Regions from separate parts of the Mus musculus genome. Here region 2 is linked to region 1. A link is a contact called in public Hi-C data. All regions are on one chromosome and are shown on one strand. Each heading gives the region's core, a stretch centred on a gene start, on an enhancer-like site or on the middle of the called end of the contact. The rest is flanking DNA. Distances are from core to core; before and after follow the strand shown.

Region 1 (5,882 bases), core at 64-2,563:
CCACGGGCTCATAGACAACTCTTTTACATGAATCACAAGTTACAAAATCTCATTTTCCTTCAGGAGTACTTACAGAAAGGCTTACATCTAACCTGGAAACAGTTAAAATTATTTCTCTGAAGAGAGTAAAGATTGAGAACTACTAGTGTGGTTGGATGTATGCCAGAAATTAAGTATTTTACTTCTGTCAAGCTTGAAGTAGAACACAGCACTTCTGGTATGCCACAAACTGTGCCCACCACATGTTTTAAAATAAATTATTCTCACAAATCAGTGTATAAGTGTTACCAAAAAACCAACCAACCAAACAAACAAACGAAAACAAATGTATAAGTAGACAGTTTTCTTGTCTACTTAAAGGAGTAATCTTTCACAAAAGAACTAAAACAGTTCAGAAGGAATCTGTCATCTTTATAGAAAATAGATCGATTGGCTATGACTACTGCTTTTAATAAAAAATCTAGACGCTCCCCCTGCAAAAGAATCAGGCTACATGTCAGCAGTGAGAGCTCAAGTCACACTTAATATATGTAAGACAGTAAATATACTAGGACATTAGTATTCATTAGGCGATATATAAATATACATGAGACACTCAACCAAGACATGTCTTAATTCTGCCACCCAGTGGCGACTGCCATCCTGGTCCCACAGGTCTTGTCCAGTTACAAACACTGCACCTACCTGTTCACCAGGCTCTTGGGCAAGCTCTGGCCGAGGCCAGGAATTTATTTATGCACCTCCCTGCTGAGTCACAATACAGCTCCTTGAGCAAGGGGAACAGGCTTCCTATATATTGTGACACACGACAGGAACCCAGTATGTAAGACCACGTGGAACCCTCAGCTCTTTGGAAATGCATGGTGTCTAAATTTGGACTCATCAGGATTTTCTTTGGTATTTTTTTGTTAAAGCGCATAACCTGCGACGGCGCATAAGGCTGGATGATACCGTAGTACACTCTGTACACCATTACAGGCCCTGTAGCATTAGACGCGGCTCTGGAACCCCGGGGGTCATACGCTCGCTTCCGCCTGCTTCGGCTTCTCACCGCTGAGCGGAAGCCAGGCATTGCCACGATGCCGGGGACCGCACACTTCCGAAGCGCTTTCTCCGCCGGGGAGAACGTGAGCGACGTGAGAGCAGGTGGCACCTCGGCCGCCCAGCGTGGCCTTCGAGGCTCCCCTAGGAGGTCTTCTCCCGGCCACGCCCTGGTCACGCCCATCGCTCCATTCCGACCAATAGGCGCAGAGGTGCCTCCCAGTGCGGCCGTGGAAGTGCTTGGACGGTGGGACGCCGAGCGGCCGTTCACGTCAACGCGCTGACGTCACGCGCGTGCGACGCACCTGTCGGGCTCCGACTCCTGCAGCTTCTCTTCCAGTTCAGCGGGTCAGGGCTGGTCGCGGAATCGCTCGGCTGTCACCTCGCCAGCTCGTTGCCGGTGCGCTCGGGGCGGGCCGTCCGTCCGTCTGTCCGGAGGATGAGGCTGGAGTGGGCGGAGGCGTGAGAACCGCGTTACTTTCCTCCCGAGGTGGAGCGCGACTGCTCCTGTAGTCCTTGGAGAGCGCAGTGAGCCTCCAGTCGGGGCAGAGGCGGGTTGGTTTGAGGGCCCGCTGGAGCCGGAGGATTGAACTTCACCCTGAAACCAGCCTCCGCCGGTCCCACCTGGCCGCCTTTACGTAACCTCTCCTGAAAGGCCGGTAGCAGTAAAGTCCGCCGGGGTGGCCACCCGGCAGCGGTGTCCCGGTGAAGCTCCCGGGGCGGCTGGCGCGCGATCGCAAGCAGATGCGGGGTCCACAGGCAGCGCAGCCACCAGCCGCCCAGCTTGCTATGCCTCTGAGCTGCAAGGTGAGTCGCCAGCTGTCAGCTTCACGCCTTGACGGTGGACCGCGAGGCCGGGCTCTGGCCGAGGTGCCCACCTACCTGCTGTCCAGCCCATTAAAATCTCTCCTGTTCCCTCCCGGAACCTTCGAAGGACCTATACGTAGAATTAAAAACTAGGAACCAGCACAGAATTAGTCTTGAATTTACAGTTTGCTCAAGTTTAAAAACGTTTAGGTTTTTTTATTTTATCTTATTTGGTCTTTAGACTTATGCATATCAAATCATTTTTTGTGTGGATATTTGCGTTTTGGTAGTAAACTTGTTGAAACAGAAGTTACTTTAGAGAACTTTTCGTCCTGTGTGCTTTATTTAAAGTATGGCGTTTTAAAATTAGACCACAAGGAAGTTAATTGCATATTCATCGGGTGTGTTCTAATTCTAGGCCGAGATTTCGATTTCCTTTGAAAAGGATGACTCTTTAAGACAATTGGACCAAACCTTTTAATACCTCTCCGCGTGTGCGAGTATAAAATTTAAAAAGTTCAGTTCTGCAAACTTTTTTTGAGCCGTGTATTCAGTTCCTGCACGATCACTGTGGCTTATATATAACTGATACTTTGTAGATGTACTTTTTACCCATGAAAAATTTAGATTATTTTCCTTGGGTCAGTTTTACATACCTCTGTAAATTACAAAAAAAAAAAATGGTTTTTCAGTTCGGGAGTATATACAAGAAGTCCAATGCTTATGTGGATGTTGTTGAGCAGTTTTGAGAGGTGCTGTTTCTGCTGATGTGTTGTTTGTTGTTTTTTAAATATGGCTTTAAATTTAAGTGTATGACGTATGGGTATTTTCTCACATTGAATGTTTATATGGTGTTGACAGAATTTATCACAGATACTGTTCAACCCCTGCCCCTTCCTCTCCCTTTGCTACTTACTTCAAAGCCTCTCTTTGAGTGGCAGCTCAAATTATTTTAAGAGGTCAGTATAAATAACTAAGGTCATTGCTTGGAAATAGTGCCGTCTATGTACCTTATGAAAACTTTAAAGAATTATTCTGATTCTGAATATATGGAGTTCAGAAGAACAGATTTGTTAAAGTTCTGGGCTTTTTGGTAGAAAAATGGCAAATGTCCAGGTCATGTTGGTGATAGGCTTTCTGTTTCCTGTTGTGACAAGTTGGTAATAATTTTCAGACTTCTCAGGAAGCCAGATTTGATCTCTGTGGTGGGTCATATATCAAAGCAGCATCCTGTGGGGTTTGACCACTGATTCTGCTTTGTAGAATTTCTACTTGCTTTGTAGTCAAAATTGTTAGCAGACACTTCCAAAATATATGATATAATACATGTAAATAGAATACATTCTCTCTCAATTTATTTTTCATTAATTCCATAAAGTAAATACATTGACTTTTTTCCAATTAACAAGTGTGGAAACTTGAGAAAGAGTTGAACTATCATTCCTAAGGTCTCACAGCAATAAGTGTCAGACTGAGCTCAGCAGTGTCATCCCAGAACTTTTGCTTTCAATCCTCAATGGCTACAGGGTCTTGCAAGCACTACTAGGTGACATTCTACTGAAAAGTTGGAGTGAGAGTCATGGCGCCATAGTTCCATACATTTGTAATTTGTAAAAGGAGTGCCCAATTGCAGAAACTCTTCCAAGTGTTGTTGTTAAAAAGAGCATCCAGTACTATCACCTTAGTACATTTTTATGTCTTTATGCGCACATTCATATTTGTTAATAAGCATTGTGGCTACAATTCCTTTTGATTCCTAAAGATAAGTGTGCTTGGTTAGGTGTAAAGTGAAGGAAGACCCCCCCCCCCCCCCCCACTGTCTCACTGTCAGAGATTTGCTGCAGCCGGGAGGGAACCAAGTCAATCAACCAGATCTCCCCATTCTTTCAGGAGCAGTTGAATATGTTGTCTTTTCTCAGTCTTCTATAGCAGCTTTTAAATTGGATTATTGTTTTATCTTTTTTTTCTTATCAATGAGCCTTATATTCATCTGTATGTGTGTTTTCCCTCTTAGCCTTTTAAAAATTATGCAGTGTTTAATTTTCCTTTTCCTGGATGCTTGTTTTTGTTTTAATTTGCAAACTGTAATTGTGTGTATATATTTGAGGTACAAAGTGATACTTTGATAAAAGTGTATATTGTGGAAGCATTAAGTCAACCCCACATAGATCCGTTTGTCTTTCATGTGTGTGCTAGAGATAGAAACACTTGTATTTGAGGTAGCACACAGCTCATCTGTAGCTAGGGCCGTTGCACTGTACATTAAGTAGGTCACTTGGTAACTGAAACCTCTACCCCTGACTAGACCCACTACTCCCACCCCCATTCCCAGCCTTCCATCCCTGAGAACCACTGTTGCAACTCTGCTTTTGAATTGGACCGTTAGATCCCACATGAGACCATGCAGTGTTCTGTGCTTTTTTTTTTTTTTTTTTTTACTGTATCTATGATGGACACTTAGGTTTTCATAACTTTGCTCTAGCGAATAATAGTATTAAGCCTAAAAGAACTTGTAAATTTAAGAAATATTCTTCATGGGCTGGGCATGGTGGCGCACGCCTTTAATCCCAGCACTCGGGAGGCAGAGGCAGGCGGATTTCTAAGTTCGAGGCCAGCCTGGTCTTCAAACTGAGTTCCAAGGCAGCCAGGGCTATTACAGAGAAACCCTGTCTCGAAAAAACCAAAAGAAATATTCTTCATGGAACTAATTACTTAGTTTTTTGTTCTTTGAAGAAAAATATAAGGTGCAGTTTTGACGTGCTAAATGAACAATAATGATAAAATAGGAAGTAATGTTACTTTTGGGAGAAACCAGTTAGATTATTGTTTTATCTTGGAACTTTAAAAAGTAACCCAGTGGATCTAATGGATAACAAACACCCTGCCCCATTGTTCTTGCTCTTTGCCCCCAACCTTTAGAAAAAAATCTTACTGTTTCTGTGTGCTTTTTAAACTTTTAACTTCATAACAATTTATTTTACGTATATAGATGCTCTGCATGTATGTCTGCACACCAGAAGAAGGTGTCAGACAGTTGTGAGCCACCATGTGAGTGCTGGGAATTGAATGAACTCAGGACTTCTGAGTTCTGGAAGAGCAGCCAGTATTAACTGGTCAGCCATCTCTCCAGCCCCTTGTGGTGTTTTTCTACTGTGATGATTTACATTACTCTTGGAAGTTGGTGGACTTTAATAATGTATTGAAAAATGACTTTGCAAGAATAAAATTTTTGCCTTTTTATTTTATTAAAATGAGAATACTTAAAAATTTACTTATATTTCCGATAGAAATCAATTATTATAATGTAGCTTTTAAATGCTCAGCATGTCTGTCTATGGAGAGTCACTGTATTTGAAAAAAGATAAATAGTTCTATTTTATTTTTTTAGAGAAGGTATGCAACACTAGCTGGCCTGGAACTTACTATAGAACAGGCTTGTCTCAAATTCACAGAGATTTATCTGCCTCTGTTTCCTGAATGCTGGCTTTAAACACAGGCAGATCTCTGAGTTTGAGACCAACCTGCTCTACAGAGCAAGTTCTAGGACAGCCAGGACTATGCAGAGAAATAGTGTTCAAGAGAGCATATTTTGGCTAGTAAGCTGGTTTTGCAGCATAAAGTGCTGGGTAAAATCATTGATATCTTCTCTACCAGTGCAGTGTCCAGTGCTGGGTAAGACCATTGATGTCTTCTCTACTTTAGTAACTTGCTTAGCACCTTCCAACACTTTGAAAGCTAGTCATCAGGGAGGAAATTTACTGGTCAGGTTGAGATTAATTTCTCTGTGTTCTGTAGCCAAAGTGTATGCTGTCTTCAGCAATAGAATCTTGTAGTTAGGGTGGGAAACTGAGGGCAGTGGCAGTACCTGTGTTCTGGAAACCTCTGTGGCTTCCCTGCCCAATAAGTCGTAGAAAGGTATTCCATGCCTTGCTAGTAAAAACTGTAAGAAAAATGTTGAATGAAAAATGTGTCTTACCTATAGATGGCTAGAAGTTGGGCTTCCCCGACTCTGCCCTCATTGTTCTGGAGACTTG
Region 2 (5,801 bases), core at 1,085-3,584, 44 kb after region 1:
TTCTGCCACTGATTGCAGGCCACTAAAACATTATACATTAAAATATATTTCGACATGTGATACATTTTTCTCTGCTTTGTCTTGATGTTTCCTCTGTAGCTCCTTTGTATTCTGTGTTCTTCTGTATAGGGTTTGAGGTAGTTTAAAAACAACAGCAACAAAAACACAGTTAGACACATTAGGATAGAAAGGGAGAAATGCAGCTTAGGAACTGGGTAAAGACTGGCCAAGCTTAATGAGGTCACCAAGATACTTGCTTTCAGCATCTCAGTAGCTAATGCAAAAGGAACGTTGTTGCCAAGTCTAATATGAAAGGACGATAATGTACCAGAAACAAAGAAGATATCACTTTGTAGGATTTTGTAGTTCCTTACCATTTTACTGGTAATAAATGCTGAAGTATTTCTCAAGTATCCTGGATTAAGTTTTTGATTTTTTTTCCCCCCAAAGGGAAGCCAGAAAGAAAATTGAGGCATAGTAGTGCATGTCTATAATTTCAGCAATCAAGAGGCTGAGTTGCAGGAATCCAGTATAGGCTAAATAACAAGACCCTATCTCAAAGCAGAACAATCCTGACTCCAAATCCCACAGTATAGTGAATGCACACTGGTATCATCTAAAATGCACTTTTTCAAAACAGAGAAAACCTGTCTAGAAAAAAACCAAAAACAAAAAACTAATTCACTTAAAAATTGTAACTGTAAACTCACTATTTTAAATGTAACTAATATAAAAATAATACATTTTTCAAAATTAAAAAGTATTTGCAGAGTGATTTTTTTTAGTAGTCTTCATGATTGCCTGGCTTAATAAAAGACCGATACATTCTCATATCTGCTTTTCATCGTAGCAGCTTGTAAAAGATGAGCTCTTACGTGCATTTTGAATTGTCTTAACTCCAGCTTTGTTAAATTAAAATCCATTGCTTTACCTTGAACTTTGAGAATACATTTTCTTAACATGAAATTATCATGTAGAAGATACTAGTTTGCTGATCTATGTGGATTGTCAGATGTAGACAGCGGTTGGTTAATTGGTTGGTTGGTTGCTAGGTCGGTTAATTGGTTGGGTGGGTCCTGGGACTTTAACTCAAGGCATATACAATCTGACTAAGCTGGACATGGTTTCTCATGCAGAGCTTCCTGAGTTTCATGGCCTTCTGTTGTCTGTGGAGTTTTCTTTGAGAACTATTTTATCTCATATTGATACTTTTTATAAGATAGTATCATAATACAAGTATCAGAAAATTTCCACTGAGTAAGAATACTGTTTTTGTTTTTTTGTTTTGTTTTGTTTTTAATTTGTTTACAAAGTGACAGGTACTATTACCAGTGGGTATTTTGGTTTTTGTTGTTGTTGTTTTAAGAAAGCAGTGCAGCTTATTTAACTGATACTATATTGTTAAACATTTAGGTGATATCTATATTTTTGTAGCTTGGTGATGAATCAACACTATTTTACACACAGTGTTCTTGTACTGAAAATGGACCAGTAAGAGTTTATTGAACATCTGCTGTGTACAAACAGAAGAATAAGAAGAATGGCAGAGACTGTCTGAAAATGACTTAATACTATCTTTTAAAAATATGCTTATTTTTTATCAAGGAAAAACAAAGTGGAACTTAGTGACCACTTGTAAGACTTTCTAAAAAGTGGTTGATATCTGTGTTTGGATGCTTCTATTTGAAAGGGATATGATTTTCTTATTCACTGGGTCTTTTTAATTGGTCCTGTGGCTTTTGAATAGATGATCCACTCAAAATAGATCAGGTCATTGAATTCTTGCTGTACTTTTCTACAGGCTAGTTGAGCATTGTGGCCCTAGATGGACAATAGAGCTTCTTAAAGCTAAGCTGTGAGCAAGACAAAAGAAGCTAGTTTGGAATGGGTTTAGAAGTGCATTCTTGGGGAGACAAGCATGCTATTACAATAGCATACTGCTATTGTTAATGAGGGGAGATTTGCATCAAATCCGCTTTCTTCTTGTTAATCTCTTAGCTGCATGCAGTCAATCAGTCGAGGACAGTTTTCTTCTGGCTTGCAGGGAAGTCTTTGGCTGTTACAAGTAGGATTAGAGCTCTACACCTATGTATTCACAGTTCTGTAACTTGGGGGGATCACTCTGCTGGTGTGACTCAGGTATTATATTTTTGAGCAGTTTTTGTTCATTAATTTCAACTTTTAAACATAATTATATGTTACTAAAGTACTGAAGCCAGACTTTTACAGCTATATTATCTAACTTGTGATGTGTAAACTATCTGTGTGTAGCAGATAAGGTTTGAAACAGTGTAGATTAGACTTCCATGTGGCCCGTGGGCCCTAACAGTCAAATCCAGATGTTCTTATTTAAAAAACAAATAGATCTTTGCTTGATGTGTGGCCTCTGGCTATTAGGTACAGCTGCCCTGCAGAGTGATTTTTATCCCAAATTTGCTTTGTTATTCTTTAGTTTACAAGGTACTTTCTGTGTTATGAGACTTGAGAAAATTAAGTAGACTCAAGCATTGTAGAAATACAGTTTAAGAAATGAAACATATTTGTAATTTCAGATCAACAGTAAAAAAAAAGAATCAGCATGGGAAATGACAAAAAGTCTGTATGACGCCTGGTCAGGATGGCTTGTTGTTACACTGACGGGACTGGCATCAGGTAAGGGGAAGGCTTAAGGGAAACTTTTGCTTTATCTTGCTTGGCTTTGCTTTTAAGTTAACTGGATAACCCCCTCCTCCTTTTTGGGTACATTAGAATTTTTTAGAGTGCTTACGTTTCTTAGAAAAAAGTAAATATGAGATCAGGCGACTGAGTCTGATTGACTGGGCGCTTTGTCTTATCAATTTGGCTGTCCACTGTGACTGCCTAGTCCTAGAGAGAGAAGTTGAACTACTAGCAGCTGACAGTGTGAATCCCACTAGGGGTAGTAGAATCACTCTCCGCCTCCATCAGGCAAGACAGAAAACAGGAAAAAGTAAGATATTTGTGAAGACCAGAGAGAGAGAAGTATTGATAAGTGGCATGCGTTAAGAATGTTGTGCTCAGTCTGTCTGACCTATTGATTTCTTGTGATAAGAATGATCTAATTTGATCATAACTTTATATATTTTCAATATTTTGTCATTAAGATAATCTTTATATGTATAGCTTTCTGTTAATTAAGAAAAATTTCAAACTTACATGAATAATTCAGTGAATGATATGAACTTCCTTAATTATACATAATGAACATTTTACTCTATTCTTTTGTATTGAGACAATCTCAATATGTAACTCTGGCTATACTGGAACATGATACATAGACAAAGGCTGGCCTTAAACACACTGAGATCTAATTCTGCCTTCCTCGGCCTCCCAAGTGCTAATATTAAAGGTGTGTGCCACCATGGCTCTCTACAAGCATTACATTTTAATGAGCTCTAGTCTACTGACTAGATGGAAACATGCTAACCAAAAGTCCTGATTGCAGTTGCTAGAGTTGTGATGTGTATTTCAGTACTTTTAAAATAACCTTTTCTCGTTTTAAGTTGTAATTAATTTTAATGATGTGAGTTGGTTTTAATTCCAAACAAAGAATTCCAATTACTTAGAAAACAGTTCCTAACTGACTCTTTATCTATGGGATGATTTTTGCTTTTCATTAATCCTTAACTAGATAGTTTCAACTCTCTCTACATAGCCAGCCATATTTTGAACCATTTCCATTGTATTCTTACAGGGGCACTAGCTGGATTGATAGACATTGCTGCTGACTGGATGACTGACCTGAAGGAGGGCATCTGCCTCAGTGCATTGTGGTACAACCATGAACAGTGTTGTTGGGGCTCTAATGAGACAACGTTTGAAGAGAGGGATAAATGTCCACAGTGGAAAACATGGGCAGAGTTAATCATTGGCCAAGCAGAGGTAAGTCTTTGCTGGAGTTAGTTTCTGCTAGGTATAAGTAAAAAAAGCAAACCTCCGTAGCAGAGGAATGGAAGATATGCATAGTGAGAGCAAGTGCAGATGGTCTCCAGCAGCCTGCGTGGTACTTACTGCATAATCACATGAGTGGCATGGTCAGGATGTGGGTTTAGGGCAAGGTGTGACAGAAGTATAGTTCTTGCAACAGGAGCTGTGCGAAGTTGATAGAAAGTTATTAATGTGGATTAATACATTATGTCACTAATGTTGGAATATGAATTATGGAAGTGTGAGATATATTTTATAATTTATAAAATCAGCTTCTAAGTTGAGATACTTAAAGAAATTTGTACATTTTTAACTTAATTAAAATAGAATACATCCTTTCTCTCTTCCCGTTCCTCCCTCTATGCCCTCCCAGGCACCTTCCTTCCAACTCCCCCTGTGCTCTCCTTATCTTAAATCATTATTACGTGTGTATGGGGGTGCGAGTGCGTGTGTGCCGAGCCCACACACATAAATATATGAGTACATCTTTCGGAGTCCATTTTTGTTTGTATATATTTTCACGGCTGGTCATTTTGTATCGGATCCTTAGAAGAGGCTGATATTCCCTTTTCCTGCTCTCCTTGGTTCCTATAACTCTTTGTCTAGAGGTGGGATCCTGGGACCTGTCCTCCTTTTCCACATTAGTGGATCTACTGATAACTGCCACTCTTAGGTCTTGCTTATCTGCCTTTTTCTAAAAGATACTGTTTTAAGTTAAACTTCTTGGTATTTTTGCTTCTTAAAAATCTTTCTATGAGTGTGCCCACTCCAGCGCTCCTCCTTTCCCTGAGCTATAATAGATACAGGAGGTGTGATGTATCCAGTGGGGCTGGGCTCCCCATAATCTGTTGATATGCTCATTATGTCCTGCTTTCTGAAATGGAGTTTATTTGTCAGGAATGGAGCCTCCCAAAGAAAAAGGAACTGGAAATAAGCTGTATTTGCAGATGGTGGAAGATCATTTTTTTTTAAAGTAGAATCACTCTCCGCCTCCATTAAAAAATATTTAATATTATTGCAATGATATTCTCAAATAAAGCTTAAATAAAGCTTAAATAGTAATCAATTCCTGCAGGTACAATCGAATACCTCCAAAGGAGCCAAGTACATTTTCCTGCCACACTTCAGTCCACATATTACACTCTTCTTTTTCAGATTTCTCCTCATCAGCAATTTCATGCATGCCTAGAAATGCTAAGGGCAGAACTTAGAAATGCTAAGTTATTGGATGTATTTTATATTCACATATGGATATATTAAAAAACCATTGTTATAGTTTAGATTGAAAGAATATTTTTTGGTATTATGTTCCATATGTTGTTTCTTACCTTTAGTTGCAGTCAGTTTAAAGACCTTCAGGAGAACTGTAACAGAATGAAGTCATTCTGGGGCTGGGGAGCTGGTTCACTGGTTTAGAGTGTTCACTGCTGCCTGCTGACAGGAGCCGATATAGCTGTCTCCTGGGAGGCTCTGCCAGTGCCTGGCAGATATAAGTGGATGCTCACAGTCATCCATTGGACGAAGCATAAGGTCCCCAATGAAGGAGCTAGAGAAAGTATCCAAGGAGCTGAAGGGGTTTGCAGCCCCAGAGGAGAAACATCAATATGAACTAACCAGTAACCCCAGAGCTCCCTGTGACTAAACCACCAATGAAAAAAAAGCACAAGGTAGAACTTGTGACTCTAGCTGTACATGTAGCAGAGGATGGCCGACTGGTCATCAGTGGGAGGAGGCTCTAGGTCCTGTGAAGGTTCTATGCTCCAGTGTAGGGGAATGCTAGGACCAGGAATGGGAGTGGGTGGGTTGGGGAGCAGGTTGAGGTGGGAGAGGATAGGGGATTTTCAGAGGGGAAACTA

Evidence for each region. A called contact is a pair of places that touch in the nucleus more often than the background predicts.
Region 2: a contact with region 1 is called in a Hi-C map of the G1E-ER4 cell line, with 2.0 times the contacts expected there. The contact joins the enhancer-like site here to the promoter of Clcn3 in region 1. A contact is called at or near these places in 3 of 39 promoter capture datasets (the 3T3-L1 cell line, the C10 cell line and pre-B cells), 3 of 15 datasets of contacts at CTCF or cohesin (CD8 T cells, the G1E-ER4 cell line and the NIH/3T3 cell line), 20 of 484 Hi-C or Micro-C datasets (CD8 T cells, the G1E-ER4 cell line, Th1 cells and 10 more), 8 of 115 datasets of contacts at active chromatin or transcription factors (CD8 T cells, the SCID.adh cell line, cardiomyocytes and 4 more) and 3 of 9 other capture datasets (adipose tissue, liver and pancreatic islet).

Annotation. Positions count from the first base shown.
Region 1 is chr8:60,978,742-60,984,623 of GRCm38.p6, reverse strand. It overlaps Clcn3 (chloride channel, voltage-sensitive 3), which reads left to right and starts at 1,313. Exons shown (of 13, transcript NM_173873.1): 1 at 1,313-1,848.
Region 2 is chr8:60,935,399-60,941,199 of GRCm38.p6, reverse strand. It overlaps Clcn3 (chloride channel, voltage-sensitive 3), which reads left to right. Exons shown (of 13, transcript NM_173873.1): 4 at 2,553-2,652; 5 at 3,713-3,900. It also overlaps the pseudogene Gm18394. Among named protein-coding and RNA genes, the nearest start is that of Clcn3, 45 kb to the left of the region's middle. Within about 2 kb of position 2,334, at least 18 of the 459 cell types and tissues checked have an H3K27ac peak or open chromatin away from gene starts, as enhancers often do. A contact at or near this core is called in the G1E-ER4 cell line, epiblast stem cells and erythroblasts, where this site is marked.